Linked DNA regions of Delphinus delphis: region 1 is linked to region 2. Evidence: chromatin contacts called from public Hi-C data. All regions are on one chromosome and are shown on one strand. Each heading gives the region's core, a stretch centred on a gene start, on an enhancer-like site or on the middle of the called end of the contact. The rest is flanking DNA. Distances are from core to core; before and after follow the strand shown. Region 1 holds the start of PAK4 (p21 (RAC1) activated kinase 4). Region 2 holds the start of LRFN1 (leucine rich repeat and fibronectin type III domain containing 1).

The links. A called contact is a pair of places that touch in the nucleus more often than the background predicts.
Region 1: a Hi-C map of muscle shows a contact between it and region 2, with 5 times the contacts expected there. The contact joins the promoter of PAK4 here to the promoter of LRFN1 in region 2. A contact is called at or near these places in 3 of 3 Hi-C or Micro-C datasets (lung and muscle).

The regions. Positions count from the first base shown.
Region 1 is chr20:13,270,652-13,274,282 of mDelDel1.2, forward strand. It overlaps PAK4 (p21 (RAC1) activated kinase 4), which reads right to left and starts at 1,708. Exons shown (of 9, transcript XM_059999053.1): 1 at 1,571-1,708.
Region 2 is chr20:13,106,865-13,110,881 of mDelDel1.2, forward strand. LRFN1 (leucine rich repeat and fibronectin type III domain containing 1) reads left to right here and starts at 1,624. Exons shown (of 5, transcript XM_060000615.1): 1 at 1,624-1,732.

The DNA of each region.
Region 1 (3,631 bases), core at 458-2,957, 160 kb after region 2:
TGCAGAGGTCTGGGTTCGATCCCTGGTCCGGGAACCATCCCACATGCCACACAGCACGGCCAAAATACCACAAAACAGTGTCTGGGGGCAGGGTGGTCCTGGTCAGGCTGTGAGTGAGTGGCTCGTGAGTGAGAGGGTGCAAAGTGGGGAAGGGATTCCAAGCAGAGGGAACACGAAGGTCAAAGACCTGGAGGCAGGCATAAGCCTACAGAGTTGAAGAACAGCAAACAGGCCAGTGTGGTTGGACCTCGGGGAGGGACGCGAGAGAGCAGGAGGAAAAGAGGTGGCAGTGACTGAAGATCGTGAGGAGAGGTTGGGGTTTTAAGGACAAAGAACACCCAACTTTGTACAGGGTACCACCCAACAACACCCTCCCCAGACAGGAGCCTGCCAGACTCACTTGGACTCCGGGCCACCCACAAACACCCCATCCCATCGGCCCAGGGGACCCTCTCCTCCCAGATCACACCCTTCCACCGAGGCCAAACAGACAATCTGTTCCTGCCCAGGGAGCGGCCCAGCCTTGCCCAGCCCCCTGCTTCCACGAACAGACCTCTGGCAATCTACAGTGTGGCGACCAGGGGCAGGAGCTCTGGAATCATTCAGATCCAGCCTGGAATCTGCCTCCATCACTTACCAGAAGCTCTTTGAGCCTCACTTTTTGTGGCTGTAAAGTGGGTGTATCTAGATTGTAGTACAATAAGACCAGGCGCTGAGCACAGTGTCAGCCCTCATTAAGTATTAACTAACATTATGAGTATTTGAGAGGCAGCAGAGCATAGAACTCTGGGCCCAGAACTCCAGAGTTCCAATCTCAGCTGCAAAACGTACTCATGAGGTGGCCCTGGGCAAATCACTTGGCCTCTTAATAATAGCACCAAGCCCATAAGGTTGTGGTCAGGATTAAATACGTGTAAAGAGTTTAGAACAGGGTCTGACACATAGTGCTTTATGAGTGCTTGGAATTCTTTTCATTATCTGCGGGAGGGGGGCTTCCTTCTCCCCCACCAGAAAGCACCTTTGATTTCTTTCTTGAATGTCCTACCCCTCCTCTCCAGCAATATGTCCCACTTGGGTTTTAACTTTCGACCCTTGGGAACATCATCTGTCGGGCCATCAGATTCTGATTTTTGCTCGCTTTGGTCACGCCCCACCTTTGATCTCATAAAGATGCCCCCCAACCTAAGTCTCCTGCATTTGCTCCACTGGCTGCTGCCTTAACTCCAACCGCCGCCCCCACGGTTGTGACCTCTGACCCTCGTAGGCACATCCTCCCATCAAATTATTAATTTGACCCCCTTTTTTGACATTCACCCCGTGCCCCTCCAACGAACTCCCACTTCAAATTTCGAATTTTGCGCCCCCCTTCGCCACGCCCCCTTCGTTAGTTTGACCTCTGACCTCCTATACACCTCCCTCCCTCCCGCTCAGCGTAGACCCACGACCCCCCCGGACGCGACCCTTCCCTCCACAAGTGAACTTTGACCCCAGCGGCCCCGCCCCCTACTCGCCTAAACGCTCTACAACCGCCCGGCGCACCCCAATCCCGTGGCCAGACCACTTATCCTACCGGCTCGGCACCGCAGTCGCTCGCGGCCTAGCTGCTCGGCCCGGAAATCGGCTCCCTCACGCCGCCCTCAGCTCTCTTGCGCCGCCGCCACCACGGCCACTGCCGCCGCCATGTTGAATCCCCAACGAACATCCGGGGCTTTCCCCCCTCGCCGTCCACCAGTCCCCATAGCAACGGGGCTGACTGGGCCGGGGGCAGGGCCCGCTCAGGGGCGGAGCTGGGCTCCGGGCAGCGCCGCTCCAGCCTCTGATTGGTGCTGATAGTCCAATCGGAGACCTTCAGGCGGAAAATGCCAAGCAGGGATTGGAAAATTTGGAAAGGGTGCGGAGAGGCTGGCTCCCAGCCCACTTGGATTCTTAAAGGGGAAAATGGCTATCCTCTGGTAACAGAACTTCCCATCTTCCCTCAAAAGGAGTTAGTGGGTGGAAGGCAGTAATGGTAATAATGGCCAGAAACAGTTCGTAAGCATTTACTATGTGTCAGACACCCCGCCAAGTGAAATTTCTCGCTGAATACTCACAACAGACGTATTGTATGTTAATACCCATTTTACAGATAAAACTGAGGTTTAGAGGGGCGAACGAGCTGGTTCGGGATCACAGGAAGTAAATAATGAGTTTTGGACGACGTCTGGCAGTCTGTCTGAGTCCGGGAACTTGGCCCGGAATCAAGGCACAGTTTGATTTAATCTTTTTATAAGGTTTTTTTGTGTGTTTTTGTTTATAGTATTTATTTGTAAAAAATTTTTTTGAAAAAAAAACCCCGTAATCTAAACTCGGACATCTTTTTCTGTGATTGCACTCATTGAGCTCCAGCCACTTTGCTCTTCCAAAAAAAAAAAAAAAAAAAAAATCAGGTGCTCTCCCACTTCAAGGTCATTGCATTGCATTTTCCTTCTGTCTGGAATAGACTCTTTCCCCAGGTATCGTCATGGCTACCTCCTTTCTGTCCTTCAGGGTTTTACTCAAATGTCATCTTATCAGTGGGACTGTTCCTGCCCATGCTGACTAATGCAGCAAACATCCCTCTCACATGCTACTAAAGCCCTTACCTTGTCTGCTTTTTCTTATTTTCTGTTGCTCAAATCATCCTCTAACATACTAGATGATTAGATAATCATAGTTACTGTTTTTTGGCTCTCTCTGCTGCTGTCGTGTCAGCACCATGAGAGCATTGATTTTTGTCTGTTTTGTTCACTGTACTTGCCCATTTGTTGAATGGATGGTTGGATAAGTTGTAAATCCACCTCCGCAGAGGTACTTTTAAATATTTAGTGCATCTCCCTTGCCCCAGCACAGTGTCTAGCACATAGTAGGCATTTAATTAATACCTGAAGAAGCAATGAATAAGTGATTGCATAATGTCTTTTTTTCTGTGCATTTACCTTTTATTTATTTTTAAAATAAATTTATTTTATTTATTTTTAATTTTGGCTGTGTTGTGTCTTCGTTGCTGCGCTCAGGCTTTCTCTAGTTGCGGCGAGCAGGGGCTACTCTTCGTTGCGGTGTGCGGGCTTCTCATTGCCGTGGCTTCTGTTGTTGCAGAGCACGGACTCTAGGCGCGTGGGCTTCAGTAGTTGTGGCTTGCAGGCTCTAGAGCACAGGCTCAGCAGTTGTGGCGCCTGGGCCTAGCTGCTCCGCGGCATGTGGTATCTTCCTGGACCAGTGCTCGAACCTGTGTCCCCTGCATTGGCAGGTGGATTCTTAAGCACTGCGCCACCAGGGAAGCCCCCTACCTACCTTTTAAAACAGAATTGGAAACACATTTATAAAGAATTTTGTATCTTTTTAAAACAAGACTATAAATATCACCAGTAACTTTCCAGGTCATTAAATATTCTTCAAGAACATTTGTTTTAATGGCTGCATAAGATGCCATTCTATCAATGAATGCTAATTTGTCTGAACCACTCTTTCTTGTTGAACATCTAAACTGTGATAAATATTTTGCTATTATAAATAATTTATCCCACCCCCAAAATCCAAGCAGTTAAATATTTGTGCACATCTTTAATTATTTTCTTTGAAAAGATTACCACAGTTGGAACTGCTGGGTCAAAGG
Region 2 (4,017 bases), core at 374-2,873:
CACTTTTGCTGTTGCTGTTATTATTCTCCCACATCTGTCCTCCCAGCCCTGGTCCTCCACATCCTGGCAGGGAGCACCAAATACCAGGGTGAGAGGTGGGGATGGTGCCTGGGTGGTGGTGGTAATGGTGATGGTGATGGTGAAATCTAAAGACTAGGGGGTGGGAGGTGGGATTGTGAGTGTCCCCAGGGGCATCTAATGGTTGTGAGTGGTTCACTGGAGCTTCACTAGAGGGAAGTTCTGCAGAGATGCCCTTGATCTGGGGGGCAGGGCAAGCTCCATGTGATGATGTGGCTGGGAAGAATTTAGGGAAGGGGTTTAGGGGAAGACCTTGGAATCCAAATGGGATTCAAAATGGGAGGGATTTGCACCACCAGGAAGCTGGGGAATTGCAATAAGACAGATTTTGAGGGGAGGACTTGCTGGGTTTAGGGGCCAGTGAATATCTCAAAAAGAGGTGGAAAGTGGCCTGAGATACTCAGTGGGAGAAGGGCTGGGGGTCAGCTATTTGATAGGAGTTGGGCAAAGGGGTCTGAACAAGGAAGGAACAAGGCATTCTGGACTCCACAGAAGTCACAGGGAGGGGGAAAGGTCTTCAGGGTTCAAGAGAGAGAATAGGAATGGGGAGGAGGCTGGGTCCTCAGGAGGGCAGCACCGGTGGGGAGGAAGATCAAGAATCTGGGGCAAATTGGGCATTCTGTAAACCAAGGGGTGCCTTGGAGGGGAGGACGGTCTGGGATCTAATGGGGGTAATCAGGAACGTTTAGGGTCTCCCATGTGGGTAAGAGACATATTTGGGCCTCCTAGATGTTAGATGTGGTCTGGAGTTCCTATTGGGGGGCAGGGAATGGTTTGAGGTCGAGAGGTTAGAAGGACATAGAGGGTCCCCAGGAAGGAGTGGGATATGGTTTGTGGTCCTGAGTGGCTGTAGAACATGGTTTCGGTCCCCAAAGGGAGTAAGGCGCGATCTGGGGTCTCCCTGGATGTTGACATATAGTCTGAATCCTCTCTGGATGTTGGGGTGTGATCTGGGGGCCCTGAGTGATGGGGTGTGGTCTGGGGTCCACCTGAATGTTGGGGTATGACTTACGGTCCCTGATGGGGGTGCTGTGGATCCCCTTGGATGCTGGGATGTGGTCTGGGGTCCCCTTAGATTTGGGGGTACAGACTAAGGTCCCTGATGGGTTTGGGGCAGAGTCTGAGGTCACCAAGGAGAGCAGGACATGATTTGTGGTCCTGGGTGGCTGAGGAACGTGGTCTGGGTTCTCAAAGGAGGTAAGGCATGATCTGGAGTCCCCCTGGGCATTGGGACACGATCCGAGGTCTCCACTGGGGCTTCAAGGGTTCCCCATGCCAGTCGGGGCGTGGTCTGGTGGTCTCCCGGGAAGCCGGCAGGGCTGGAGGTGGGGCTGGGGAGGGGTTGGGGGCGGGCCGGCAGCTCCGCAGGGGAGAGGGGTCTGCAGCTGGCCCAGGGGCGGGGGGCGGGGGCGTGTAGCCGCCCCGCCCGGCCCCTCCGGTCGGCGTCCCCTCCCCGCTTGCGGTGGTGGCGGCGGCGGGGCTCCGGCGGCGGGCGGTGCGGAGGGCGGAGCTCGGCGGCGGCTCGGGAGGGAGGGCGGGAGGCGGGAGGGAGGCGGCCCCGCGGCACCGCGCCCCCTCCCCCGGCCCTCCCCCCACCATGGCGCGGAGCGAGGCAGCGGCGGCGGGGCCGGGCCCGGGGCCCCCCCTTGACTGGGTGAGCGCGGCCCGCAGCGGCCAGGGAGGCGGCGGGCGGGGGCGCCGGTGTGAGCGCCGGTGTGAGCGTGCGAGCGTGTGAGTGTGTGTCCGCGGCGCTGCGGCGGGCCCGGCGTGCGCTCGCGCGGCCCTCTGTGTGCCCGGCGCCGGCGTGTGCGGCGCCCTGCTTGTGTGGCCATCCGGGTGTGTGCCGGGTGTCGAGCCGAGGTGCTGTGTCCTGCCGTGCGTGTGTGTCCCCCCGGGTGGCTGCCCCTCCTGCTGTGTGTCTGGGGGGCTGTCGCGCGCCCATCGGAGGGGCTGTGTGCAGGTGTGTGTGCGTGGGTTGTGTGCCCAGGTGTGGGTCCCCCACCCTACCCCCCCGCAGCTAGTGTCTTCGCGCGGCTAGCTGCGTTGGGTGTTTGTGTCCGGGTTGGATGTCCATCCCAGGATCTGTGTAACCGGGTGTGCCCGCTTGGGTGTCCGTTTGTGCGTGTGTGTGTGTGTCTGCGGGTTGTATGTCTCCGAGGGTGTGTGTCTTTGCGTCCATGTCAGGTTCCCGGCGGGGGGCTGGGGCTCAGCGCCTCGTGGGACCAGGCCTCTGTGTGGGTTTGGGGGAGGGGAGTTTGCCGCTTCCTCGGTCCATGTCAACTCCGGGGGGGTGGTGGTCCTCGGCGGTCCTTGGGGGAGACGGCCATGTCTTCCCCTTCCTGGTGGCTGGGTGGGGGGGGATGGGCAGCCGGTAGGTGGACAGATGGAGGGATGAGAGGCCGAGGGATGGACAGATGGGCCCTAGGGGAGGGATGCAGACCCGGCCCTTTCCCACACCCATCCCACCCCACTCCCTCACCGGCCAGATCTCCGCAGATGGGGCCGGAGTTGCCTGCATCCAGATAGCCAGGCTGAGGGACCTTTGGGCTGCTGGTGGGAGGATTGCCTTGGACCAATGCTCTACGACTCAGGCCCTCAACCCTCTGAGATTCGACCTGCTGAACTCTGACCTGGCTGGGGAGGGGTTGTGCTGGGAGGGAGGGATGTTAGGATTTCTTTGGCCTGGGCAGTAGGTGGGGCGGGGGTGCCTCAGGTCTGGGAGGCATGTGTGTCCATGACTGTGTGTGAGTGGGGTTCTCTGCTTATCTGTTGACTGTGCCACTGTGGTTCAATATTTTGTATTTGTAAGTGTGTAAATCCCTCACAGGGCAGTTGTGCGAGCACGTCTGTTATGAGTGAGCACCTGGGAGTGTCTGTGCAGAGGTGGGTCTTTCTGTACCTGTGTGCTTGTTTGAGTGTGTATCAGCCTTGTAAGCGTCTGTGCGTGTTGTGGTTCTGTGTATGTGTGTGAGGTGTGTATTCGCGAGTGTGTGCATTCGTGCATCTGTTGGTGTGATAATGTATGTGACCATGCATCATGGGGATATGTGAAGTTGCATGAGTGTGTTTGGGCATTTAAGAGCATGCACCTGTGTATCTGTGCACGTGAGCATCTGTTGTATGTGTGTGCCCCTGTGTGTTGGTGAGTGTGCAAGGGTAGATCGGTTATAGGTGCACGCACCTGGGGACACGTGGGCTTCACTCTTGTGTGTGTGCATCTGTGTGTGAGTGTACAAGGGAAAAGGCAATATGGTATGTGTGGTTGTGCATTGGTGTGTCAACCTTGAGGGTATGTGTCTATACTGTGAGTCCATTTTTGTGTTCACGTTGGTCTCTGGGGGGTGGGGTTGTGTATGTTCAAATACATATATTCAGGATGATATGCGCACATGTGCCTGTGTCCTTGACACAAGGCTGACCCCACTTATGGGCCCAGTGAATTGGGGCCCATGTGGCATGACCTGTGGTATGCTGGGATCCATGGATACAAGTGTGCCCACATCCTGGACCAAGAGTCTGTTGAGGGCGGGGGGCACACAGATCATGCTGCTGTGTCCATGGAAATCCAGATGGAGAGTCGTGGGTTGTGGGCCCATGTGGGTTTTGGCATGTCCACACATGTTGGTGTGACAGTGGTGTGATGGTGAAGATGAGAATCTCTGGTCCTCCCCCAGCTCCTGGTACTGTTCAGGTCTTTGAAGTTGGGGGACTGGGATGTGGATTCTGGAAGGAGGAGGCTGGGAGCCTAGAATCCTGGGTTTGAAGGAGAAGAGGGCTGGGGGGCCAGAATCCTGTGTCTTGAGAAAGGCAGGAACTGAGACCTGGACTCTTGAATCTGAGGGAAGGGGAGGGTGGGGTTCTTAGCCTCTTGAGCCCCCAGAGGACAAAGGACAAAAGTCCTAGACTCTTGGGTTTTGGAGGGTGAACAGTCTTAGGCCC